Linked DNA regions of Mus musculus: region 1 is linked to region 2. A link is a contact called in public Hi-C data. All regions are on one chromosome and are shown on one strand. The core of a region is the stretch at or near the end of the contact, and the rest is flanking DNA. Distances in the headings are between cores, read along the strand shown.

Region 1 (5,614 bases), core at 2,602-5,101, 310 kb before region 2:
CATAGATCCAGGGCTTTGAGGCAGAGATGTGTTAAGGGCATCCCAGGGCATCCCATTCAGGGCTGGGCACTGCCAAGTCTCTCACTCTGCAGGAATCAATTTATTTAAAAAAATAAAAGGGGGGGTTCCTTTCTGAGACTAGGCAATAGAATATTCTCCTGTGCCTCATCAAGCATTTTGATGTAGCTAGACCAACAAAAGCCACTAATTCACTTTCCCTCCAGTTAGACTATTACTGATCAGGAAGGCCGCTCGGGGGGGGGGGGGGCTTTATTTTATTATGCTTTCCTGCTCTGTTCTAAGCCAACACATGAAAGGAAATACTGAGTGGAGTGTGTCCAAACGTCTACAGAACAATGCCCAAGATTTCTACCCTGGCGAAAGTAAGTGAACTTTTGCAGTGTATTCTTTTAAAGACCACTTTACACATTGGTCACGTTGAAACCACACTCTTTGCTAGTGTGAAAACTGCCTTGGGAGGGTATTTAAGAGGCCCCAATTTGGATGACTCTCTGTCAGAGCCGAGAAATTTCCACCTGATTGCAGCAGCAGTTAGACACTAGGAGTGAAGGCAGGGAGGTGACTCAGGGTGAGAGTCCTTGCCATGTCTCAAGGGGATGTATGGTGACATTTGAATCCTCAGCACTCAAGTAAATGCTGGACATGGCTGTGTAAGCCAAGAACCCCAGGGCCTGGAGGTGGGGGTGGTGTAGACAGGGAGATACTGGGAGCTTGCTGGCCAGCCAACCTATTTGAAATAGTGAACTTCAAGTGCAGGAGAGATCCTGTCATATGTATGTATGTATATATGTGTGTATACACATACCACACACACACACACACACACACACACACACACACACACACATATATCACAAAAAGTGATAAAGATGCCCAAAGCTCTCCTCCAGCCACCACATGCAGAAGAATGGGCACCTATAGCCAAACAGGTATGCACATGCACACACACAGACACACACACACACACACAGCTCACACAAGTGAGGCTCGAGTCTACAATAGCAGTGATTGACAGAAAAGACACGCAAGGTCTGGGATGTAAGGGTGTTGTGGGTTGGTGGAGCAGGAATCCCCACTGAGTTTGTGCCTGTCACCTGAGAAGATGGACTTGGCCTCGCCAAGATGTGGAAGGCCCACACACAGCAAACACAGTAGATGGGTCTATGTTTATCTTAGCGGGCTGGGGAATGGTTAACACCTCTCATTCCCAGTACCTGGTAGTCCTGTGTGTCCAGGGGCATCTGATGAGTGAATTCACCCTGGGCTTTCACATCTCTGCTTTACAATGAGAGTCTAGGAGCGGCTAGTAAAACCAAAACTATGAAAAGAGTAAACAAACAAAAAACAACTACAAAAAACAAACGACACGACCTTTATGCCCACTTCCCCTTCTCCATGCTGAGATTTTTGTCTGGGTCGAACTTGTGCAGTCTGGGAACAGGGTCCCAGAATGGTGATCATGGGTGCTTTTAGTGGCAGCCATTGCTGTCTCATTCTCTAATTCCAACCCAGGATTTGCAGATAACTGTGCTCAGAAAATAAGTTCTCTCTGACACGTTAATGCCCGGCCCCTCCCCTATGCTCCAACCTAATTAATGGGGAGATTCGGTGCAGGCAGCATCAGGCTTGTGGAAGTCATCATCCCAAAGCCCAAATTCATGATCCTCTGACAAACAGCAGAGAAATGGCCTTGCGGCTTTCCTGCCCTGCATGCGGGGCTGACAGACAGACAAAGCTGACGACAGAGCAGAGTTCTGGGAAGGCTCCAGCTGCCTTAGAGAGCTCTGGCAGCCAGGCTGTCTGCCTTTTCTCCTCTCCTCCTCCCTCTCTCAGACTCGAGGGTGACCTAATAGGTTTTACCAGAGGAGAGGATGGAGTGGGGGTGGGGTGTGGAGAAAGAGGCCTTGATCTGCCCTTCAGGCTAAGGGCTTGTTATTGTTACCATTGTCCATGGGACACAATGGGGGTTCAGCGGGGATCCCAAGCAAGATGCTTGTTCTCAGTAGACAAAGCAAAGTGTCTACTCTTAAAGGTTTCTCGGGGAGGGGACTACATTCTGTTCACTGCGCACCTTCAGGAAGTAGGTTCAGTTACGGTGAGCCTGGTGCTATGTGACCTCAGTCATATTGACCCTGAATCTCAGGTGGTGATGGGTGGCTGAGAGAGATTTGGGAGTGTGCACCACTTAGCTCCCAGCCTTTGGATCATAACATAAAGACTTGAAGGTTTAATGGCAACTGCCTCTTGATTTCACTTGGGTTATTCTATGTCTATGAGTATGAGTCCATGAGTCTGTTTGAGAAACACGAACTATCCCGTATTCCATGGCCTAAGATTTATGTAAGCAAACTGTCCTTAGGCCATCACCTTGGTGCACTGGCCCTTGTGGTCTGCATAGGAAGTATTCACATGACCATGTGGTAAAGCCAGAAGTTCAGGATCACAACTGATTACATAGAGTTGGAGGTCAACCTGGACTTTAGGAGATCTATCTGAGAGAGAGAGAGAGAGAGAGAGAGAGAGAGAGGAGAGAGAGAGAGAGAGAGAGAGAGAGAGAGAGAGAGATTGAGAGAGAGAGAGAGATTGAGAGAGAGAGAGATTGAGAGAGAGAGAGAGATTGAGAGAGAGATTGAGAGAGAGAGAGAGAGAGAGAGAGAGAGAGAGAGAGAGAGAGAGCAAAGGCAGAAGATAGGTAGGATTAATTACAGGTCAAGGGAACTCCCCCAAGGATGACAGTGGGCAATGTCCAAAGGATCAGTCACTGTGGCGACCCACATTTTGAGCCAGCTTTATCCTGTTTGTAAAGTCTCTAGAGTAGATGATGGATGATTGACAGATCACTTGTATTAACTCTTCCTGTGAAAAGTCAATGGCCCGTCCTTGCTCTCTACTCGAAAACCCCCAGCTGAGCAGTGATTGCAGGAGTTCTAATCAACTTAGAATGTCATGTCTTCACTTAGGACCAGCAATAGGACTCAAACCCTGTCCTTTTGACAAGCAAATGAAGTCCTTCAGTGTCACATACTGGTGTTCTGAGCTATGTGAGACCTGGGCTCAAGATGCTCATCAAGGCTGCCAATATCTAACCTTTCAGATGTGTTTATGCTGGAGACACATGTGTGTATGGAGACACACACATGTATGGAGGTCGGAAAACGACTCACAGGAGTCGGGAATCACATGCATCAGGTCCAGGGATTGAACTCAGGGCCTCAGGCTGGCTACCAGGTTGGCAGGTACCTTTGGTCTCTAAGCCGTTGTGTTGGCCCAAATCTGATAATATCGAATTAGCTACTTAACAATGGTAGAAAATGCCATTTAATCTGGACATCTCTCTTCTGTGTTTGTTCTAGAACAACTGGGGTTTCCTCTCTTTTGGTAAACATACAGCTTGTATTGATCTGTTGGACTTTAAATCTCTGCTGTAGTCTTCCTGGGATGCAGTCTCACCCGTCCTCCAGATTGTTGTGCCAGGATTTTAGGACACATCCTGGTGGTGTGATACAACCCTCCACCCCCCGTGCTTCCCCTTCTCTGACTCCTGCATCACAGTGTCTAATAAATCAGTGTGGGGGTGTGACAACCAAAGGTTCTTTTCTGTTCCTTTGTTAAATCAACAAGAAGGCTTGAGCCTTGCTTCAAGATGTGCAATAATTTATACTATTAGTGTGGATTGTTTCCATTTTTTTCTAGAAATAATAAATGACCCAGTGAATAGCGTTTGGCCAGAGGCCCATGAAAAACAACCCATAGGGTATGGATTTGCTCAATGGTATTTACAAGAAGTTGATTGGAATCCAGCCTGGGCTGGAGCTGGGAGAGTGCCGTTTACTGGCGGCCGTTTGAAGTTGGACTGTGTGGCAGAGGGTAGAAAGGCTCAGAGAAGGAAGCATCTCCAGCTATGGGGGGGGGGGGCTGACATTTTGCAGGATAGCTATAAACATGGCTGAATGTCAGGATGGTGGACACTAGGTTCGCGATTCTGTGTTTTATGTTTCTTTTCTTCAGCCTCCTGGCAACGAGCTGGGTCAGCATGCCCAAGATGTCAGGCTTTTAAAATCAAATTTTAAATTAAGAGAGAGGTAGTTCTCTAAAGGGTTGTGCCTATGTGCCCACATCTGTATTCCCCCTCCCCACCCAAGAATGTACCAACATGCCTAGGGGTTGGGAGATTCATAGGCCTTTCTTGGATGGCCAGGGAGAAGGCAGGCAGGCCAAAGGGAGCTACAAGTGACACATTTAAATAGCTCCTTTTTTTGCAATGGAAAGAGAGATGGATTGGTTTCCAAAGGACTGGAGCAATCCCTGTGAAGCTTGCTCTTGATGGGCCAGGTTAGTTCATTCATTACAGTGAATCTGACTTACATCCCTACAGTTATGTTGAAGACACCCAGACATGTGCACAGTTTGCTAAGTCAGAAATGTGACCATTGTCTCTGAGAGCAAACAGCAGGCACGCAGAACCATATAGAACATGTGACATTATTGTTTGTGTGAATAAATATGTGTGGAAATGGGGCACTGTTACACCTATGGGAGGCAGGTGCTACCATAAGCAAGTGTGGTTTCTGAAGTTGAAGGAAGACATTGCTGGTGATCTGGTTTTTGCAGGGAAGCCTGCAGAGAGTTCAAAGTGATGCTATCAGGAGGAGAAAGTTAAGCCAGACACTCGATCACCCCAGAACTTGGAAGGGCTGATGGTGTACCAGACCGTTCCGCATACAAAATGAATTAAAACAGTTTTCATCTTGCCATATCTCTTTCACCATTAGAAGATTCATTCATTCTTGTGTGCATGTATGTATGCATCCACTTATGCAAAAAGTCATTTGTTCCTTGAACACTTTTTTTTTTTTTTTTGAGTATAGAATAGAGTTTATTCAGGGCATGAGAATGGGAGTTGAGAGGCTAGCAGAGAAAGTAGAGAAGTAGAGGCCAGCCATGAGCACGTGGAGAGAGATGGGGGAAGGGAATAGAGAGAGTCCTTGAACACTTTTAAAGTAATAAAGATGCTTTTGTGTTTCTTTAGGTGGGTGGAATTCAAAGACTATTGTTTTATATAAAAGAAAAATGGACAGAGACTAAGAAAATGCCCAGTTAAGGAGAGGGGGACCACAGAGGCACACAGAAGTTTTGGGTGTTTCAATTGACTATAGGTGGTATGTACATATAATTCAATTAAAGTGTTAAAGGGCCAGAGAGATAACTCAGATAGTACAATGCCAAGACAGGTGAGCTATGTACTCCTAATCCCACCACTGGGAGGGAGGCAGAGGCAGCCACCAGCCTAGCCTAAGTCAGTGATCCCCAGTCTTAGTGAGACCTTGTAAATGGCTTCTGATAAACAATATCCAAGTTTGTCATTTGGCTTCTGCACATGTATACACACATACACAGACATGTACACACACACAAGTACACACAGGAGTCAAATTGAAACAAATTTAGTAAATATTCATAAATAAAGTCTTACAAAAACATTGTTTTAATTTTGTTTAAAATGTTTTAAAATTCTAATACTTGTCCACTACATTTGTCTTCATGATGTCCCCAGCATGTCTCCATCATTCCTTATTATGTTCCTATTATGTCC
Region 2 (5,414 bases), core at 2,031-4,530:
TAAATCTATATTAAGTATGCATCCATGTTATGGGGATGAGTCTGAGAAAGGAGCCAGCTTTTATCTCAACAGCTCCTAGGGGAGACAGATGAAATCAAGATTATATGTTGGCTTTGGAGAAGTTCTGGCATGAGTGTAATGAAAAAGTTTTGATAGCTTTTGAGTCACATGTACAGTCCTGTGAAACTTTGTCTTTTAAAAAATTCTCCCCTTCCGAGTTAAGATTCCAAAGAATTATTGCCTTCATTATCAGCAGCTGGTGAAGCTGCCAATTCAATTATCCCCCATAGTGGACAGTGGTGGCCGATAGGAACTAAAGCAATGAATGATCCAGAATCATTTATGCGTGTCCCCTAAGTACTTTGTTCTTGCATTTGAATATGAAGCCATACAGCAGGTAATTTAAAATGAACATTTAAAGAAACTGGCCGTGAAAGACAGCAAGGCAACTATGTGAACATTTGATTCCTTCTCAAAGAAAGCTAGGATTATCACCCTGAAGATAAAACATTACCTTATGTGGGAGTAATGTTTTATTTTTCTTTTAATTTTGTCCATCTCAGGAAATATGAAAAGACAGTATGAAGAAGGGTCAAGACAATGAAAGTGAGCTGAAAGACAAGCAGGCAGTCGGGAAAGACTGCTCAGTGGTTAACAGTATTTTCACTCACAGAGGACTCTGGTTTGGTCCCAAACACCTGAATTGAATGGTTAACAACCACCTGTAATTCCAGCACCATCCTTCTATGGGTCCTGCCTGAGTTTCTGCCTCCAGGTTCCTATTTTGGGATCCTACCCTGACTTCCCTCAATGGTGGACTGTGGCCTGGAAGTTTACTCAGAAGTATAAGCTGAAATAAACCTTTTCTTTCCCCAAGATTGATTTTGGGGATGATGTTTTACCACAACAGTAGAGATGCTAACTAAGACAGTGTACTTGTCTTTCACTGGAGGAAGATACTCACCAAGAGGCTGAATTTCCGTATATTTTTCGTTTCAGTGTCAGTTGTAGATAATATTTTGGCTCTGGCAAGATCCAGGTCCTGCCCCTCGACATGGTCTCTCTGTTCATGTACTGCGTGGTCCTCTGCATATATTTTCTCTTATTCATCTCAAAGCCTCCATAGGAAACTCACAGCGAGTCTATGTGGTATGAATGAGAACAACCATATGCTCTGGTACTTGAGTACTGTGTCTACAGATGGTGGTATTATTTTGGGAAGTCTAGGAGGAGTGGCCTTGTTGGAGGAAGTACGTCATCAGGGGCAGCCTTTGGGGAGGAAGTATGTCACCAGGGGCAGCCTTTGAAAGTTGAAAGAATGACACCATCTCAGGTTTTCCTTCTCTGCTTCTTGTTTGTGGTTAAGGTATGAGCTCTTGAGCCAGCTGCAGTCACCTTGCCTGCCTGCCACCATGGCCACACTCCATCATGGATACTTAATGCTCAAGAATCATAAACCAAAATGAACTTTTTTTTGTAAGTTGTCTTGCTAATGATGTTTCAATCACGGCAATAGACAAGTAATGAGTACAGACTGTGAAAACTTAAAACTCAGAAAGTAAAAAGGAGTCACCAAAGACCTCAGGATTAGGAGTAACCAATGTGGCGAACAGCATCAGTCAATCTGCCTCTTGCCCATTCTCTTCGTTGCAGTATAGTGAACAGAAGCAATGAGAGCTCTCCCTGCTCAAAAGGAATAGGTTCATTGCTGCATTAAACACAACAGTGGCCCTCGAGACATGGCTCAGCAATGTGAGCACTTGCTACTTTTGCAGTGGCTCAGAGTTCATTCCCCAGAACCTACATGGGGGTTCACCACTCACTTGTTGTAACTTCAGCTCCAGGAGAATGAATGCCCTCTTGTGGACTCCATAAGCACTTCACTCGTGCACACACATGCACACACTCCACACATGTATACACATATTTTAAAATAAAGCAAAATCTTTTCTTTAAAGAAGGAAAAGGAATCCACAACACAAAGGTGGGAAACAAAGTCCCAACTCCCTCTGGTGAGTTTCCTTGACAATCTTAATTATCAGGTCATGCCTCTCAACATTAAAAACAAACCCACCAGAACAAAGAAGCAAAGCTAAGGCTGAGTCTCAAGCATCCTTCTTGAGGGATGTACGTCATCAAGCCTCTGCAGCTTCCCTTCCCTGTTTTATTATGGAGTGCTCTCTGCTATACCTGTGAAAATGGTCAACTTCCAATTTATTTTTCATTACAGTCAAGCTGTGATAGCGTGCACCGTGGAAATCTATCCCCTCATCAGAAGGTACCTGAGGACCTACTCTGTGTTAACCGTTGCTGTATAAACTCAGGATGAGCTAGTAAAGAAAGAAGACGCTGTGTCTGTGTTCGTGATGTTCATTTTCTTGTGGTGAAAGAGGCAAGCAATCCGAATTCTCTGAGCCAAGCCATTATCATCTGTTTAATAGAATTAATCCACGAGCCATAAACATTCTTAACCCGATGACATTCTGGAACGAGAAGAATTTCCTGCCTCTCATGGATATTGTTCTTCTATCAATGCCATGGAAACATTAAGATGCTCTGGTAAAATGATGTGTCGATATAAAAAAGTAAAGTTTGAGACATGCTTCTGCTAAGGGACATGACCTAAAACTTTCCATGCTTATAAAAAGCGGCGACTCTGTTTCTGATGAAGATAGATAGAGTGCCTTTCTCTCTCTGCTTTCTAATCATTTTCCCTAAACTGGCATACTTCACCCTGTGTCACCCACTTGATGCAGTGATAAACAGAACCCAGGACATTTTAAGTCCAAGTTTTTCTGTAACTTTCCCAAGCACTAGGTGGTTTCTTTCAGTGCAGTAACTGCGGTGACAGCCGTTTCTGCCATCATCAAACCCCAGATGTAACCTGACCCAGAGCTTAACATCACCCTGTTTATTGGGGCTGGATTTGATTTGTGACCTTGTGTTTACAAATTTGACATGTGATTTTGGCCTACTGTCGAGTACAGCCCTTCATCTGGTCCTAGAAATGATCTTTTTCCTCATTTTTTGGCTCATTGAGCTGTTCTGACTACGTTTGGAAGGGGAGTTTCAGTGTTTTGCGTCTGTGTGCTTGGCTGGAGTGTAGACAGTTTGACCATGGTCCTAGTCTCTAAGGAACTTGGAACATGGCCCAAGAGGTTGCTTGATGTACACAAGCATAATAACTTGGATCGGAAGGGACTACAGAGGCCACCTACACCCTACACCAACAGATGCAGGAACTCCAGTGCCAAGAGGGGTCAAGCAGCTAACTCAAGATCTTGGAATGAACTGATGGCAGAGGCTGGGCCAGGGTCCAGGTCTCTTCCCAGGGTCGCTGTCTTCCCATGACCACAGCCTCTCTCTAATCTTTGGCACACCCTCATCTTAACCTAATAAATAGGATGGATGGTCTTAAACTTTGGACAAGGTCAGTCATCATGGGAATTAGCTAGTAACTATTGCCTTTTGTGGTTAGAGCAAACATCTGGCCAGAGACTAGGGCCTGAGGAGAGGAAAATAATGATGCAAAGCAAGAACATAACTGAGCAATGCAGAAGTGAATATTGGCAAAATCACTAAAGGGACTAAAGAGCCAACTGATGGAACTGTTCCTATATCTTTGGGTGGCTTGTAAGCAACTGGTCTCTTGGGTGAGCATTTTATGGTTACTTGTGTGTGTGTGTGTGTGTTCCAAGAAGAAAGACCACAACTTAAAAGGCCAGAAAACTTTCCATCATTTGTATTCTTATTTATTACCTAAAGGAAAGGGGTGTTGTCAGGGTTTGCAGAAAGAGTGTTCATACCACCCTTACTCATGATGAGTAAGGTGCTAGCCTGACTGGGGTGAAGGATGTCCAGGCAGCTGGCAAAGCATTCTTGAGGTGCTTGTGTCTGAGGGTGTTTCTCAAAGGTGCCCAGACTGGGGTTGGTAGACTGAGGCACAAAGCTCCACCCTAGCTGATGTAGGCAGATCTCATCAATGTTCTAAGGAGCTGAAGAGGACAAACAGTAGAGCAGAGAGTAATTGGCTCCTCACCTGTAGCTGCTGAGGTAGTTATCTTCTCTCCTAGCCTTGGATATGAAGGGCTCGGATCTCAGACTCTGAGATTTAACTCCCAGGATCTCTGTCTTTTATCCTAAAACAGGATTATACCATTGCTCTTTCTGGGTTTCCAGATTGCAGCCAGTACATGGGGAGACTCTGCCTCTGTGGCTTTAAGAGTTTAATCTCAAAGTAAACCCAGTTTGCAGGTATATAATTATACCTCTCTCTACATAAGCTCTGTATCAATCTAGCCATCTCTGTCTGTTCATTTGCATATGTTCTTTGGGTTTTGTTTCTCTGGAGAATCCTGACCAGTGCTTTCTCTCTAAGGCTGTGACTCTGCTCATATTAATACTTTATGACTTTGGCAATGATCGACTGCTGATGTAGATATCTAGGGATTGAGGCATGGCTTAGTTGGTAGAGTGTCTGCAGGGTTCAATCCCTGGCACTCATAGATTGACCTGGTGATGATCCTAGGACTTGGGAGGTTGGATACAAGAATCAAGAATTCTAGAGCAGCCTCAGCTACATAATGACGGAAGTCAGCAGGCCTATATGGGACCTATATAAACAAACAACAACAGCAACTGTGTGTGTGTGTTTGTATGTGTGTGCGTGTGTCTTCTGGTTGTTTTATTTATGAGTAAATCATGTCCCTACACTATTTTTCTCTCTCCCCATCTACCATCATAATATCATCATTTTCCACTTACTAAAACTTTCATTTTGAATCATTTTTAATAACATCAAATTTATGGAGTCATATTAAATTAAAATTTCTCCTTGTGTGAAATATTTAATTTCAATTTTATGTCAAATACTTTGATAGCAGAAGTCCAAAAGGTACATGAAAATTATTAATTTCTCTGTCTTCTATGTCCTGAAGATACTGGGTTTTCTGCAGCTTAGCTCATAGTCCATGTACTAGTATGTTCTAACTTAATTCTGTCCTGGAAAATTATATTTATGGGTACCGTGGTAAATCAAGAATTTATAATCATTATATATTATATAACTTGCTTTGGACTTTAAGTGTATCTATGAGTACCCCTACACTCCTAATCTATGACCTCTAAGAAGGAAGCAGTAGTAGCCTTTCTTGGCAAGGTCTCTCATAGCATTGCTCTAACTCCTCTGGAAGCTTGGGAGGATTTCTGAGGCTCCTTGGCCATGGGACTTCTCAGGGGCGGAACAGGAATTCATAGGAGCGGATACTTGACACTTTGTTTCCTTCTGTATCCACCACACACTTTGTCTTTACTCTTACGCATCTGTAAATCATGAAATGTGTGTGTCTGTGATGAATACAGTCTCTGGTCTTCTAGTCCTTTCCAGCCCTGAGTTAGTTAGAAATGTAAATTAT

The links. A called contact is a pair of places that touch in the nucleus more often than the background predicts.
Region 1: a contact with region 2 is called in a Hi-C map of uterus, with 3 times the contacts expected there. The contact joins two enhancer-like sites. A contact is called at or near these places in 3 of 484 Hi-C or Micro-C datasets (adipose-derived mesenchymal stem cells and uterus).

The regions. Positions count from the first base shown.
Region 1 is chr9:117,159,553-117,165,166 of GRCm38.p6, reverse strand. The region is part of intron 1 of Rbms3 (RNA binding motif, single stranded interacting protein); the gene reads left to right. Among named protein-coding and RNA genes, the nearest start is that of Gm39452, 32 kb to the left of the region's middle. Within about 2 kb of position 3,851, at least 8 of the 459 cell types and tissues checked have an H3K27ac peak or open chromatin away from gene starts, as enhancers often do. A contact at or near this core is called in uterus, where this site is marked.
Region 2 is chr9:116,845,442-116,850,855 of GRCm38.p6, reverse strand. All of the region lies in intron 4 of Rbms3 (RNA binding motif, single stranded interacting protein), which reads left to right. Among named protein-coding and RNA genes, the nearest start is that of Gm39449, 320 kb to the right of the region's middle. Within about 2 kb of position 3,280, at least 37 of the 459 cell types and tissues checked have an H3K27ac peak or open chromatin away from gene starts, as enhancers often do. A contact at or near this core is called in uterus, where this site is marked.